Regions from separate parts of the Pan troglodytes genome. Here region 2 is linked to region 1. Evidence: chromatin contacts called from public Hi-C data. All regions are on one chromosome and are shown on one strand. The core of a region is the stretch at or near the end of the contact, and the rest is flanking DNA. Distances in the headings are between cores, read along the strand shown.

Region 1 (7,194 bases), core at 2,180-4,679:
GGTGGAATTGGGTGTGGTGCTTACAATTTTTTCAAATGGTTTTACCCATTGTTTATTAGAGAGCTAGTGTCCTGAGACCACTAATCTGAATCATCATTTGCTTTAATTATTGTGATCCCGTAACAATGACGCAAATGTTTTTATAATGGAATATTTCTGAGTTCTAAAATTAAATAAATGACTAAAGACTTTTACTGCAAGAATTTGTAGTTAATCTTATAATAAAATTAATGTTCATTATAATTCACCTCTTTTCCCAAATAATTTAAGTTTTTTCCCTTTCCAACTTTTATTTTAGGTTCAAGGGATACACGTGCAGATTTGTTACATGGTTAAACTCTGTGTTAAGGGGCTTTGGTGTAGAGACAATTTTGTCACCAAGGTAATCAGCATAATGCCTGATAGGTAGTTTTTCAATCCTCACCCTCCTCCTACCTCTGCTCTCACATAGGCCCCCAAGTCTATTGCCAAATGATTTCTCTTAATAACGTTCCTCTTCTAAATATAGTTTATCAAATGTTTTCAGTGGAAAATATTTAAAGTTTCAGATTGTGCAACAAATATTCACCCTGACCGGATATGGAAAAGACCAGCAACATTCAGGAAATTGGCAGAGATTTTGAGCTCTGCTAGGGCAGGGCAAAAAAAGCAAGGGGTGGAGCTATGCAGTGTGTGTGGGAGTTGTTTTAATTCTACCCTTGTGCTAGGTTTTCTTCCACTATAAAATGATTACAATAGAATGTTTGTTTGCTTGTGCCTATTTCTAGTCACCTTTACCACTCTGTTAGAATACTGTAATACAAAGTAATGATGACAAGAATTTACACAAAATGGATGTTCTAATCAACAATGGCTTTCCGCGGGTTGGGGCAGGCAGGGGTCGTGGGAGTGCCCAAGATGGAGTGCAGTGGCTATTCACAGGTTTAATCATAGCTCACTACCGTCTTGAATCCCTGGGCTCAAGTGATCCTCCTGCCTCAGCCCCTGAGTAGCTGGTACTAAAGGTGCGCACCACCATGCCTGGCTAAGGATAGGTTTTTAGTACAAAACTGGTAAAGTCCTGACAGTCATAAACCTTCAAGGTTGGGGATTTGTAAATTTTATTTATAGGAGTGAAGGAATTTTGCCTTGGCTTTCAACCAAATAGTTATTGTTAGTGGGCATCTGGGTCTCTGTGCAGGATGGAATTTAGCATAAAGAATATAAATTACCTTTCCAAACTGGTATTCCACCTTTCAAATCAGTTTGTCTGTGCCGTTATTGCAGAACAGTTTCATATATCCCAGTGAATATCAGTTTATTTAAAGAGTGCAGAATTCTTTTTGCAGCACTTAAAATACTTTCAAATGGAAGGAATCAAAATTGAAAGGAAACCACAGATACTCATCTCAGGAATAACAGTCAGCTGCCAGGGATGCACAGGAACAGTATGCTGGAACGTGGCGAGGGTAGACTGTATGATCTTTTTTTCCCCCACTGATTTCTCCCGAGAAATGTATGCTCTTTTGCAGTTACCGTCCACGCTGTATGTCCGTGAGAAATACAATGAAGACGGTCTGAATAATTCCATAATATGAAACGAATTTAAGAGAACATATCAAAGGGGTACATACTGTTTCAAAGAGCAAGAACTGTTATCTGAAACTCCCTGCCTCATAAAGGCTTTCTGCAGAATGGAGACGGTCTTAAGCGAGTTTTACCATAAACAAATGCTTAGTTTCTTATTTTAAAAAATGACTAATTTTAGAAAGCTTACTCTCTCTTTTCTCTAGAAGGCTCTCAAAATAGGCTGCTGCAAAAGCTGGTATATTGTCCGGTTGCTCTCTCAGAATCTCGCGTGTCAGCCCTTCAAGAAGATTCCCAAATCCTTGTGGAATTCGGTAGTGGGTGTTGGAGAATGGAATCGACATCTTCTTGGTAAGAACTGCCTATGGAACCTAAAGATTCATTAAAGAGTGCTGTCTTTAAATTAGTCTGATTTTACTTATATAATCACAACTATGCCAACAAATTATTTCTGAGACTCATACATCTGGACTTGAATTCTTTTTTCCCTAACACAACCCAAGCCCATCCATTTCTTCCAAAGAGTTTTGAAATCTCCATTGTGAATTAGTATAATACAAACACAGACCCATTCACTAGGCCAAATCATTTAAAACCCTGCAAAAAACCCAAAATTTTCAATATGACTTTTTCTCTCTTTACCCTTTATATGCTCAAAAGGTAAGGGTAATTTTTGCTATCACACAGGAATTTAGAGAGAATGATTGCTAAAAAGTTAAATTGAATTCATTATCAATTGCTGAGAAGACCTTCTTTGAGGTCTATTTTTTTTTTTTAAAGAGTAGAAATTAGTCCTGGTTCTAGAAATTAATTTGTTGAATGAAGAAGTTGCACAATCTTTCCCTTTGCTGCCACTTCTGAAGCATGACCCACAATGCTTCGAACACCTTCGTACTGTGGAATGGGGTTGTGCGTGCGTGTGTGTGAGGGAGGGATGGGATGGGATGGGGCTGTGTGTCATGATTTTGAAATCCCAGCCTCTAAAGTTTTAGAATTCTTATATTTTTCGGTTTCTTCTTGATCAGGCTGTCTCTTTCTGTCTTGAAATACAAGGGCTAGATTAAGGGTAGCTGCTAAGCAGCGGGCTGAGCTACTGAGTATGAAAAGAATCCTCCGGGACCTGGCCTGTTAATGTGAGAGTGTGCGTCAATGCGGAATAGAGGCGGAGGCCGTGGTAGGGGTCCAGGTTGGGAGAACTGGACGGTTTAATGAGGCTCAGACTATGGAGGGTTCTCGTTTCATCGCTTTTTTTTTTTTTTCTTTGAGACGGGGTCTCTGGTCTCGAACTCCTGGGCTCCAGCGATGATCCCGCCTCAGCCTCCCGAGCAATTGGGATTACAGGCGCGCGCCACCACGCCTGACTCCTCTCTTTTGCTTTTTCTGAGGGAGCAGTAGATGGAGGTATCGAACCATTCTAGGGTGGTGAAAAGAGCTGGCGAGATTCTGAACCAATGTGGGCAGAGGAGGGCGGGCGGAGGGGGCACACGGGTCTAGTCGGGGGCGGGATGTTGAGGACCTGGGATTTCAGACTCGCGCAGAATGGGCTGCCTCGGCTCCCAAACGGCCCAGGGCTCCGAGGCTGCGTCTGGGATGCTGAGAGAATAAGAGAGACGAAGGGAAAAGGCTAGGTCTTGGTATCGGAGAGGAAGTGGGGAAGCGGCCTCACCTCCTTTCTCTCCGAGCTGGTGCCGCCGGTTCCGGTTGTTTTTCTCGTTGCTGGGTAACCGTTTTTTCTTTAAAAAAAAAAAAAAACTACGGCGGCCGAGAAGGGGCGAGCACAGCCCAGTCCTGAGGTCGCGGGAGGCTCCGAGGACTGCAAAAGGGTGGAGTCGGCCTCGCCCCCGCCCAGGCCCCGCCCCTGCCGGGAGCCCACTTTCCCAGTCCTGGGCGGCGGTCAGATCCTTGCAAGCATGGTCGCGCCGGGGCTTGTACTCGGGCTGGTGCTGCCATTAATCCTGTGGGCCGACAGAAGTGCAGGTGAGGCGGCCCGGCTCGGCCGGACCCCTGCCCCTCAGCCTGTGCGGGCTCCGAGACCCCGTGTCCTCTGCGGGACACGGATCCGCGCCCCTTTCTCAAGGTCGACGAAGGAACCTAGCTAGGCTAGCGGCTCGCGTCTCCGACCAAGGCCCGGTGTGCAGGAGTCTGCTGGGTTGAACCCCGGCCTCTCCACTTTCTCCACCCCCCACTTACCATCCCTGACATGCAGCCTGTGAGCAGGGAGAAAGTGCGGCTTGTCTGAGTGAGGAGGCCCAAATGTGCCCAGAAAGAGGCCTTCGGGGTCCTGGAGTAACTGCAGGGGAGCTCGGAGGGAAGGAGGCGAAGCTAGTTAGGTAATATTTGGAAACAGGTGACTGAATCTTCCAAAACATTTCAGCGCTACCCCCTCAGTGGTGCCCTTGGGGAGGGTTTGCTTCAGGCGGGGTTCCTTAGGGGAATTAAATTTTACTCGTTTAAGTGGTTATTAGGGCTAAGAAATACAACCCCCTCACTAGCTCTGACTATTTAAGGCTCAGTTTTGATTTCTGGTGCCGCTTACAGATATTGGTGGTGGGAAAATGTGAGTGGCATAGGGGAGGCTGGTGGCTCGCTTTGGCTGTTGCGCAGGTCAGATCTTGCCATTCGAATACCCTAGGCTGGACACTGGGTCACAGTATGGAAAAAGCAGAAGGTGCAATCTGTCTGATAATGCAAACTAAAGTGATAATGTTGGATTTCTTCCTTTCTTTTTCAAAACACTCAAAGAGTGGACCCCAGAGATCCCTGTTAAGAAATGATAGTTGGGGTAGGAGAACAGCGTGCAGAAAAATGACTCCTGCTCTACCTGAGAGCCGGAAAAGTACCTAGATTCAGACAAACTGCAGCCCATAAATGATTGTTCAGAGTCTAACAAAAGTGCAAAATGCTAGCACTCTGTATGCCATTTCCTGACTCTTATCTCCACTCAGTGACCTTTGAGATCCATCTTATGAGGTGGGGAAAAGATATTTTATTAGGTTTTCAGTTAAAGGCTGTTTATTTTAGTGTCAGTATTTTATCTCCTCCTTTGGGTCTTATTGTTACATCACCTTCATTAACATTGATCACATTTTTCATTCATTAGTACTCTACTTGGTTGCATATCCTGACGTTTTTCCTTTAAGTCATTCTCCCTGTGCCCATGTTTACCATGTAATGCTTGAGATGTACAAAATTATATGTAACAATGACACAATAAAATGAACACCCATGAGAGCAGCACCCAACTTAAGAACTAGAACATTGCCAGTCTATTGAGCCTGCCATTGTGCTCCTGGCCGATGCATCCGGAGCTCCTCACCAGAGGCAACCACTGTCCTCTCTTCCCCATAACACTAATTCCTGTTTTTCTACTCCAGCCCCAAATGAAGGAAAAAACTGAAGACCTAAAAAATCCAAATGTTGGCTCACACCTTTAATCCCAGCACTTTGGGAGGCTGAGGTGGGCGGATCACTTAGAGTCAGGAGTTCAAGACCAGCCTGGCCCACATGGCGAAACCCCGTCTCTACTAAAAATACAAAAAAATTGGCCGGGCACGGTGGCTCATGCTTGTAATCCCAGCACTTTGTGAGGCCAAGGTGGGCAGATCATGAGGTCAGGAGTTCGAGACCAGCCTGGCCAACGTAGTGAAACCCCATCTCTACTAAAGATATATATATAAAAAAAAATTAGCCAGGTGTGGTGGCACATGCCTGTAATCTCAGCTACTCGGGAGGCTGAGGCAGGAGAATCGCTTGAACCCCAGAGGCGGAAGTTGCAGTGAGCTGAGATCGCACCACTGCACTCCAGCCTGGGTGACAGAGCAAGACTCTGTCTCAAAAAAACAAACAAACAAAAAATCAAATGGTAAATGTATGTGTCTTGTGTTTGACACAAGGAATGACCAGCCTTGCTCTCTTTCTCATTCTCTCTCTTTTTTTGGTCCATTGCACAATTCCTTGACGTTCCACTGTCTACTCTAATGAGCTTAGAATTTAAACTTTACAAAGATGAGGAATATGATTTTTTCTTTGATTTTTCACAAGTATCTAATTTCGGCAAAGTGGGAATTTCAAGTTTGGAATCAAGTGACTTGTTTTCTAACTTGTCATAAACTATGTGATTTGAGACCAAAGGACATTAATGTTTGTGGTGTGTTTAGCACTGTGCCTGCCACAGGTAAAGTCTCTAGTAGAATGGAAGCTCCCTGTGGGCAAGGATTTTTGCCTGCTATTATTATTATTATTTTTTCATCGTTATATCCCCAATGCTTAAAATAGTAGGCATCAATAAATATTTGTTGAATTAACTAATGAACATGCAAGCTATTTTAAAAAATTGTTTAATCTGCTTTGGTCTCAGTTTCTTGATCAGTAATATGATTATACTTCTTGATCAGTAAGTAGCATGTTTATACTACGATTATGAAGATCCTTTCCACCTCTAAAACTCTTTAGCCTAGCACAGAGTCATCCACAAAGATGTTCACTAAGTGTATGTTGGTGAAAACAGACAGACTTGGGAAGGTATTTCCCCTAGCCTATGGGCTACTGACTGCACACAAATGTGCAAGCTGCAGCCATTCCCCTACCCCCACCCTCTCTCTACTTAGCTCTTATTTATGTCTGTGGTTTTCCTTTTTTTGGTTCCATATGAAGCACCTACCCAAGACAAGGCCCTCCCACACATGTGCCTCCCCCTTCCCCCCAGCAGGCTGCCAACCTGCTTATGCAATTCTGGGGCGTTGTATTCTTTTCTTAGAGCATTTTGCTCATGGTAACCGTGCATCTCCAGCCCAGTAGGCCTTCTGGGTGATCTTTCATTGTCATGTAGGTTTCTTGATCACACTAGCTCATAAGAGAGCGCTGAGGATTTTTAGGGACTGGGCTGTTATTCCAGGAGCAGGATAAATAGGCCACGGAGCTGTGTAGGCGACTCCATTAGCTGTGCTGCCCTGTTAAGTATAGCCGAAGGGGCCCTCATCATTTGTAGCTTCCAGGGAGGAAAATGTCAGCCTTGTTAATTCTGTTTCTCTTTTCTGCCTATCATTTTTATTTAAAATGCTTAAAAAGATCTTAATTTTGTTAATTATTTTAGGTAGTTTGGGGTCTGTTTTATTCAGACAAATTGGGATATAATTTGTTTTATTTTTTTCCTTGTTAAGTTTTGATGAGGAACACGCTGAGATAATTTTGGATGGATGTTTGTATTAATAAAATACTTTTATATAGGCTGGATGTTAAAAATAGGAATGATCTCGTTAAAGCGAGTTCTTATTCAGTCTTGTTAGTGACTCTCTAGAATAGAATCCAGTTTCTAGTGTGTTTTCTCTTGTCCTTTTAGTATAATTTAGCTTGTGGAATGGGTAAAATTGTGACAGAAGACCTTTGTTCAGACATGTTGACCTTCTATCTCTCACTGACCTTATTTATGTGTCTTGATTTATTTGAATTTACCTGAGAAGGAAGCTGACTTGTCATGAATATTTATAAGGGCTTATTTAGAATTTTTGATGCAGTACACTGGGTTGTCAAAAAACCATGATAAGGGGCATTATTTGAAGGAAATTGGCATTAGTGGCATAGAAAAGGGGAGGTAGAGAAGGGGAAAAAGATTAGGGAAGGCTGTTTGGA
Region 2 (7,194 bases), core at 2,929-5,428, 280 kb before region 1:
TCCCTTATGTTACAGATGAGGAAACTGGAGTTCAGAAAGATTAAGTAATTTTAATATAGCTAACTAGTAGCAGAACTAGAAGTTTCTGACTCCAACAATTATGTTCCTCTCTACACTGCTTTTCTCTTGACTATGTCTCTCTTTCACTAGGAATTTTCAAATTAAATAAAATCATCATCATATCTCGTACCTATTCCTTCTAACTCAGTGATTCCAACTTCTAATTCTGAAGGGTACCTCAGATCATTTTACAGGCTGTCATTAAATTCTCAAAATCAAATGCATTCAAATTTCAATTTAAGTTAAAATTTCCAAGATGTCTATCCCATAAACTACTCTAGTGGAGTGTACAAGTGTCAAAGAACAATTAGGTAAAATAATTCCAACGGAGAGATATATACGTAATGAAGCCTGAACAACTGACCCAGCTTAACTCAAGCCCCAGACAAGTTTAAGCCATTCGGCCTCTTTCTTTTACCTCCATTTTCTCTGCTCCTCTTTTACTCCACAAGATTACAAGCCAGGTCATAAAGAAACTTCCACCTCTGTTCTTAGAGTGCTCATTCTGAAGGAAGTCAGCACCATATAAAAATTCAGACTACCCTGAGATTACCATGCTGTGAGGAAGCCCAAGTTAGTCAAACAGAGAAGCCATGTGAAAAGAGAAACATATCTAACCAGCACCCAGACATTCTAGTCATCCTAGGCCAAGCGTCAGATATGTGAATAAGAAAGCCATCTTGGACATTACAGCCCAGCAGGTGCCACATTACTGGGAGAACTTGACTATTTTCTAGCTCCAGCCAATAGCCGGAAAATAGTCAAGGTGTCTCAGACATGTCCAGTTATTTGAGCCCCAGCTGAGGCCCCAGACACTATGGGGCAGAGACAAGCCATTACCACTGTACCCTGCTCAAATTCCTGATACATAGTATTATTTGCTTTATACCACTAAGTTCTGGGGTGGTTGGTTACACAGCAAAAGGTAACCAGAACAAATTATAAAATAATGCAATCCCATATATGATGATAGAACAGCAGTGTCTTTTGATGCTAATTTATTAATAATTATTGGGGGGAGGTAGTCTAAAGCTATGACATTTTTAGGAATCCTGATGGCCCCCTGAAATTTTGGGGAGAAAAATGAGTAGAAGTTCCCCTTTAGAACAGACATGATCTAAGGGCTAAGCTTTAGAAGTAACTATTCAGCATTTATTTTGAGCTGACAGAGCTATATCCGTTAATAAGGGTGGATACCCAGACTAGATATGCTAAAGCTATAAGGAGTTCTATTAGATGCTTGATCAAATTCCCTTTGGCTGGAACTGATTAGAAATTTTTAAATCAGGAAAAGGAGATATGTTTATCCATGTTCCAAGACTTTAATATTTTGAGTTAATGTGTGTGAATACGATAGTCAATACTTCTTAACACAGAAAAAGTTTGATGGTGTCAAATTTTAGGCATGTTGACACTACTGATATTATACAGATGTAGTTTGAGCAATTACAAAGAGGTGTCAACAACTTAAATACCAAAATATCTTTATACCAAATCTTACCAAGTCTTGTGGGGTGTTTCCTGCATTCATCCCTTCTCATTCCACTCCTTTTTTTTTTCCAGAGATGGGGTCTCACTCTATTGCCCAGGCTAGAGTGCAGTAGTATGATCATAGTTCACTGCAGCCTACAACTCGTGGGCTCAAGCACTTCAACCATCCTTTTTCAAGGCTGTTCTTCTCTATTTCTTACCACTAACAAAGTTTCGATGCTATACTCCATGCTTAAATTATTATAATTATATTCTAATTTATCCCCAGGATCCAATCACTCCCTATCCTTCAAAACCTTCGAAGCAGTTCATCTAATGAAAACACTGGTTGATCATGACATTCACCTGTAAATATTAAACAAAGTCAATCCCTTCTCCAAAATTTCCTAAGGTACTCTACCATCCCTATTTTCCATAATCCTGTCAGCGACCATTCTCCTACTAAGCTTTCCACTCCAATCGATCTAATCTACCCTTAGAATCCTGAACCTTGCTTACTTCTTACTCTCCTCATTCTCCTTAATAGGAGAATCATTCCCTTCCCTTCTCCGATCAAATTCTTCATTACACTTTCCTGGGTCACATCAACCCAACGTCATAGCTTCTTGATTGAGCATTATATTCTTAGAACTTAGATAGATATACCACCTAGACTCTTAAAATCCTTTTTGGAAATAGGCAGGGTAGGAATAAATCAATGAATACACATACATATGTGCAAACATAAATAAAATGAATATAGTATATTGCGTTACTTTAACATTTAAACATGTCTCATTTCTCTTCTGAGATCAAGTACACTGAGGGAACATATCTCATCCTTTTTTCATCCATGTTCAGCACCTTGTCTACACATACAGAAGACATTTTGTGCCTTTCATAAATACTTCATGAGTGTCTATATTGATTAGGCAGTATTTAAGATAAAAGTGGGAATGTGATGATAAATGACATTTGTTCTCTACGCTCAAGGAGCTCACACTGCATCAGGAAAAGATATATAAACAATCTACTATAACACAATGTGGTAAGTGCCAAGTTAAATTTGAACAAATAGCTAAGGGGCACAGTTTGGTGAAAGACTATCAGAAACCATGGAATTTCTAGTTAGACTTTCTCAGATTACCAGAGTTCATCTCTTTCTCCTTTATTCTATTACTCCATTTTGCCTGAATCCTCATTACAAAATTTATCATAAACCTTAAGCAACCAATTAATGTTACTTGAAGTATGCCAACTATCATCCATACTAAGTTGCAGTGTCTGGAAGATGTAGATAGTGCTTATGTCTTGGGCATAACAAGCAATCAAGAGTCTGAAGTAAACTGATATACAGATATATATCTATATAACCTGTTCCATGTAGATTATGCTCTATATATTATAGTAGGTGAGTAATACATATTTGATTATGCCAACTAAAGCTGCAGTCAAGTTTTGGCAAATACTTGTCCTATAATCCTAATGCAAGAGCATAAACTGTTTATGGCAGAATAGAAACAGCATCCTCGGACTGTTCATCTTTAAGCACCCAGGATTAAAGAAGGCTAATAAAAAGGGTGGTGGGGAACCCCACCATATTTGGATCAAACTGACACTCACATATGCTGGGATTTCCGAACTACCTGGTGAGGCAGGTTCCACCCATGCCCCAACTGGTACTATAGCCTCGTTCCTCTCAGCCAGCACTGCCAACACGTCCTTGCTCTTCAGGGGGTTTAAAGCCAGGGGCAACCTTGAGGTATTTCGAGGTTTCTTTCGGGCCATACTTCCCAGCATCTGTGACTCCTGATTAGGAGAAAGAAAAAGCTTAAAATCTTCAAATGACTGCATTAAAAGTTCAACCTCCTAACACATGAGCCACAGGCCCGTGAAAAGGAGAGAAGCCCTGGAGGCAGGAGCCTGGCATGAAGTGGAAACACGAGGATTCTAGAGAAAAAGGAAGAAAAGAAGGGAAGAGAAATGGGAAGAAATAAAGAGGCAAGGAAAGGTTTTTAAGTTGCCTTCTAGAAGAAATGGCGATGAGAGGGAAGAGAAAGGATGGGAATGACAGAACGAAGACTGTCCTCAGCTGTGGGCGCAGCGAGGCGGGAAGGGAGGAATGACAGCTGCAACCTGGAGAAAGAGGGAGGGGCGGGGACCTGTGTCTGCAGCCGAGTCCCAATAATCGGTATAGGTTGTGGGAAGACGCGCCGAACGGCTGGGAGCCTCGGGCCAGATAAAAGCCTGCTTCTGAGGCCCCGAGGCCTGCTCCGGCTGAGATGGCACTGGCCAGGAATCGGCCCGCAGCTCGCCACAGACTCAGTCTACTCGGAGTACTAAGGTAACCGCCTCAAGTAAACCGCCACTTTGCGGTGGGCTGCTCCGTCCCGCCCATCCGTAGCCTTATGCCCGCCCTTTCCGGAGCCCGCGTCCCCTCCCGGAGCTGGGAAGGCGTGAGAGGTGGAGTTTCGAGCGTCCGAGGTATCGTCATTTCCTCTTCCTGTCCGGCTGAGGGGGCGGGGACGTGTGGGTAAGCGGAGTCGCTGGGTAATGCGCCATGTGAGGCGCGGTGGGACTGTAGTTCCTGGACCAACGCCGAGACTTCCTAAATCCCTCCGGAAAGGGATGCGTTGGGCCTGTGATCTGGCGACTAGGAGGGTCAGGAGTCCCAGTAGAGGGAATCACGGGAAAAGAATGAAAGAGGGAGGCGAGCCTGGCACGGCTTCCTGGAGAAACAAACTAAGCTAACAAATTTTTCGGATCCTTTGTGCAGCTAATTTTACAGTACTGTTTCATACATCTTATTATATTTGGACATCACGGCCTGTTGAGTGGTCTCCCTCTCTGCTGCAAGCTCTGCTGTAATCCAGAGACACTCAATTATCCCTGTAGGATAATTTATTCATTCGATTAACATACATTACTACTAACTTTTTATAAACCAGTACTGTTCCAAGCACCGGAGATACATAGCTATGAACGAAACAAATATCCCTGCTCAGGGAATTCACAATAGAGTGAGGGGAAATAAGCGAATAAACAATGAGTAAGTAAATGTGTGTGATGTGGAGTAAAAGCAAAGAAAGCCGATAGGGAGTGTGGTGGGCAGGGTGGGGATGGGAGGGATGAAATATTAGAACGTCCAGAGAAGCTGCACTGAGATACTTTTCAGCAAAGACTTAAATGAGATAATGGAAGAAGCCACTGTGCTCTTCAACGGAGGCTTTATAAACATGTTCCAGATATAACAGCAAGTATAAACGCCCCAAGGTGGAAGCATTGCCTGGTTGAGAAAAAGTCAGGAGGATAGTGTGACTGGAGCAGAGGGAGAGTGGAAGAATGCTGAGACAGTAGGTCAAGCAGGCAATCCGATCAAACATCGTAAGCCACCATAGGTGTTGAGATGGGGAGCCACTGGAGCAAGGTTTGGAGCAAAGGAACACCATAATGTGACAAAATCTAAAAAATAATAATTCCGAATGCTGTAGTGAGAATAGACTGTAAAGAAGACCAATTAGGTGGCTATTGCAATAATTCAGTTAAGGGATTGTGATGTCTTGGATCAAGGAGGTAGTGGTGGAGATGATGATAAGTGGTTGGATTCTGTTATCTATTTGGGAGGCAAAACTTTCAGGATCTGTTGAAGGTTTGGATATGGATTGTGTGAGGGAGAGATGTCAAGGAAAACTAGGGGTTTCATCCTGAGCAGCTGTCAGGATGAAATTACTATTTACTGAGATAGTGAAGATGGTGGAAGGAGTAGATTTGGAAAGGGGAAGATCAGGAGTTCAGTTTGGGGCAGATTAAGTTTTATCTAATCAACATCCAAGAAGATAGTATGAGAAAAAGTGTCTGGAGCTCAGAGAAGGGTTCTGGGCTACAAATATAAATCTAAGAGTCGTTAGCCTGTAGATTTAAAGCCATGAGACTGGATGGAGTCATCAAGGGGTTGAATATAGACAGATAAAAGAATAAATCCTAAAACAGCCCCAGGGTATGTCAGTATTACAGAGGCTGAGAAAAAGAGGAGGAGAATGCTAAGAGATTGAGAAGGATTAATCAGTAAACCAAGGAAGAAAACTATGAGGGTGCGATACCTTGAAAGCCAGGTGAAAAAGAAATGTTCCATTGAGGGCAGACAATCTGTGTTAAATCCTACTGACAGATCAAATAAGGTAAGGACTGAAAATTGACTATTGGATTTGACCATGTGGAAGTGATTGATAACTTTTAAAAGAGCAGTGTCTTTAGAGCAGTTGGAGAGCAAAAGCCTGATGGGCTAGGCAAGAAAGAGTAGGAGAAGGAATTGGAGACAGCAATTTTAGACAATTCTTTCCATGAATTTTGTTGTGAAGGGACACAGCGAAAGAGGTGGCTGAACGTAGAGGTAGGATCATTGGAGAGTTCTTTAAGATCATAGCATATATTTGTTATTGATGGAAATTAACCAATAGACAGGAGAAAACTAATGATGCAGGAGAGATATGGGAGAATTTAGGGATCTACAGTCATGTGTCACTTAAAGATGGGAATACATTTTGATAAATGTTAGGTGATTTTGTCTTTGTGCAAACCTCATAGAGGAAATGGAATTTAGTGAACAAGTGGAGGGATTGGCCTTAGATAGCAGGAGGTATGGTTAATTATAATAATAGCAGAAAAGTTAGAATACACAGTAAACTGATAATTAGGTAATGTGGTGGCAGGAGCTTATGGAAATTCTCTTCTGATTACTCTGTTTTCTCTGTAAAATAGTATTGTAGCCAACCTCCAAGATGGCCCCTAATGATCCCCACCTCTTGGTGTTCACAGCTCTGTGTAGTCCCCTCCCACATTGTACCTAGGTTGGTCTGTATGACCAACAGCATATGGCAGAAGGGATGGTGTATTACTACAGAGGTTAGGTTATAAGAGATATGCTCACATGGGCTGGCTCACTCTCTCTCCCTCCCTCTTTCCCTCCCTCCCTCCCTCTCAGATCTCTTGTTCTGAGGGAAGCCATGTACATCATTAGCAGTTCTATAAAGAGGATCACATGGCAAGAAACTGAAACATTCTGCCAGCAGCCCTGTGAACGAACTTGGAAGTAGACCCTCCAGCCCTAATCAAGTCTTCAGAGACTGTACTCAGCCAACAATTGACTGCAACCTCATAAGAGACGCTGAGCCAGACCGCCCAACGAGAAACTGTGTGAGATAATGTTTGTTGTATTAAGATGCTAAATTTGAGGGTCATTTGTTATACAATGAGAGAAGTAGGAGTTAAGGGACTATGAAAAGTTGGTAGTCAAGAAGTTGTAGGTCCCTGTGGTGATCTAAAGTTTGTTAGAACAGGATACTCAAAAGAATGTGCTAAGATAAGAGGTGGTCTGAGAGTAGGCTGCTTGGAGCTGAGTGTATGGAGAGGTTGTGGTTATTGGTGCTGTCAAAGTCTATGGTATGACCAAAGGAGGGAAAGCTAAGGTGGGTTAAAGAACAAGATCACTGGAGAAGAGGTCATAGAAACCAAACACCAGAGCATTGATTGGATGATCCATGAGGATACTGAAATCACCAAAAAATATAACAAGAATGATGTTGGAGAAAGCCAGAAGCAACAATCTTGAAAAGGCTTGGAGGTTGGTGGGTAAGTATAGCTTGGAAACCCAAGCATGGTATATTC

What was found. A called contact is a pair of places that touch in the nucleus more often than the background predicts.
Region 2: a contact with region 1 is called in a Hi-C map of stem cell-derived neural progenitor cells, with 3 times the contacts expected there. The contact joins the promoter of CCDC15 here to the promoter of SIAE in region 1. A contact is called at or near these places in 2 of 7 Hi-C or Micro-C datasets (blood and stem cell-derived neural progenitor cells).

Annotation. Positions count from the first base shown.
Region 1 is chr9:126,615,014-126,622,207 of NHGRI_mPanTro3-v2.0_pri, reverse strand. SIAE (sialic acid acetylesterase) reads left to right here and starts at 3,429. Exons shown (of 10, transcript XM_508836.6): 1 at 3,429-3,543. The coding sequence starts at 3,477. It overlaps SPA17 (sperm autoantigenic protein 17), which reads right to left and starts at 3,331. Exons shown (of 5, transcript XM_003313397.4): 1 at 3,233-3,331; 2 at 1,757-1,937. The coding sequence starts at 1,910.
Region 2 is chr9:126,895,593-126,902,786 of NHGRI_mPanTro3-v2.0_pri, reverse strand. CCDC15 (coiled-coil domain containing 15) reads right to left here and starts at 4,178. Exons shown (of 17, transcript XM_016922221.3): 1 at 3,693-4,178; 2 at 3,154-3,339. The coding sequence starts at 3,330.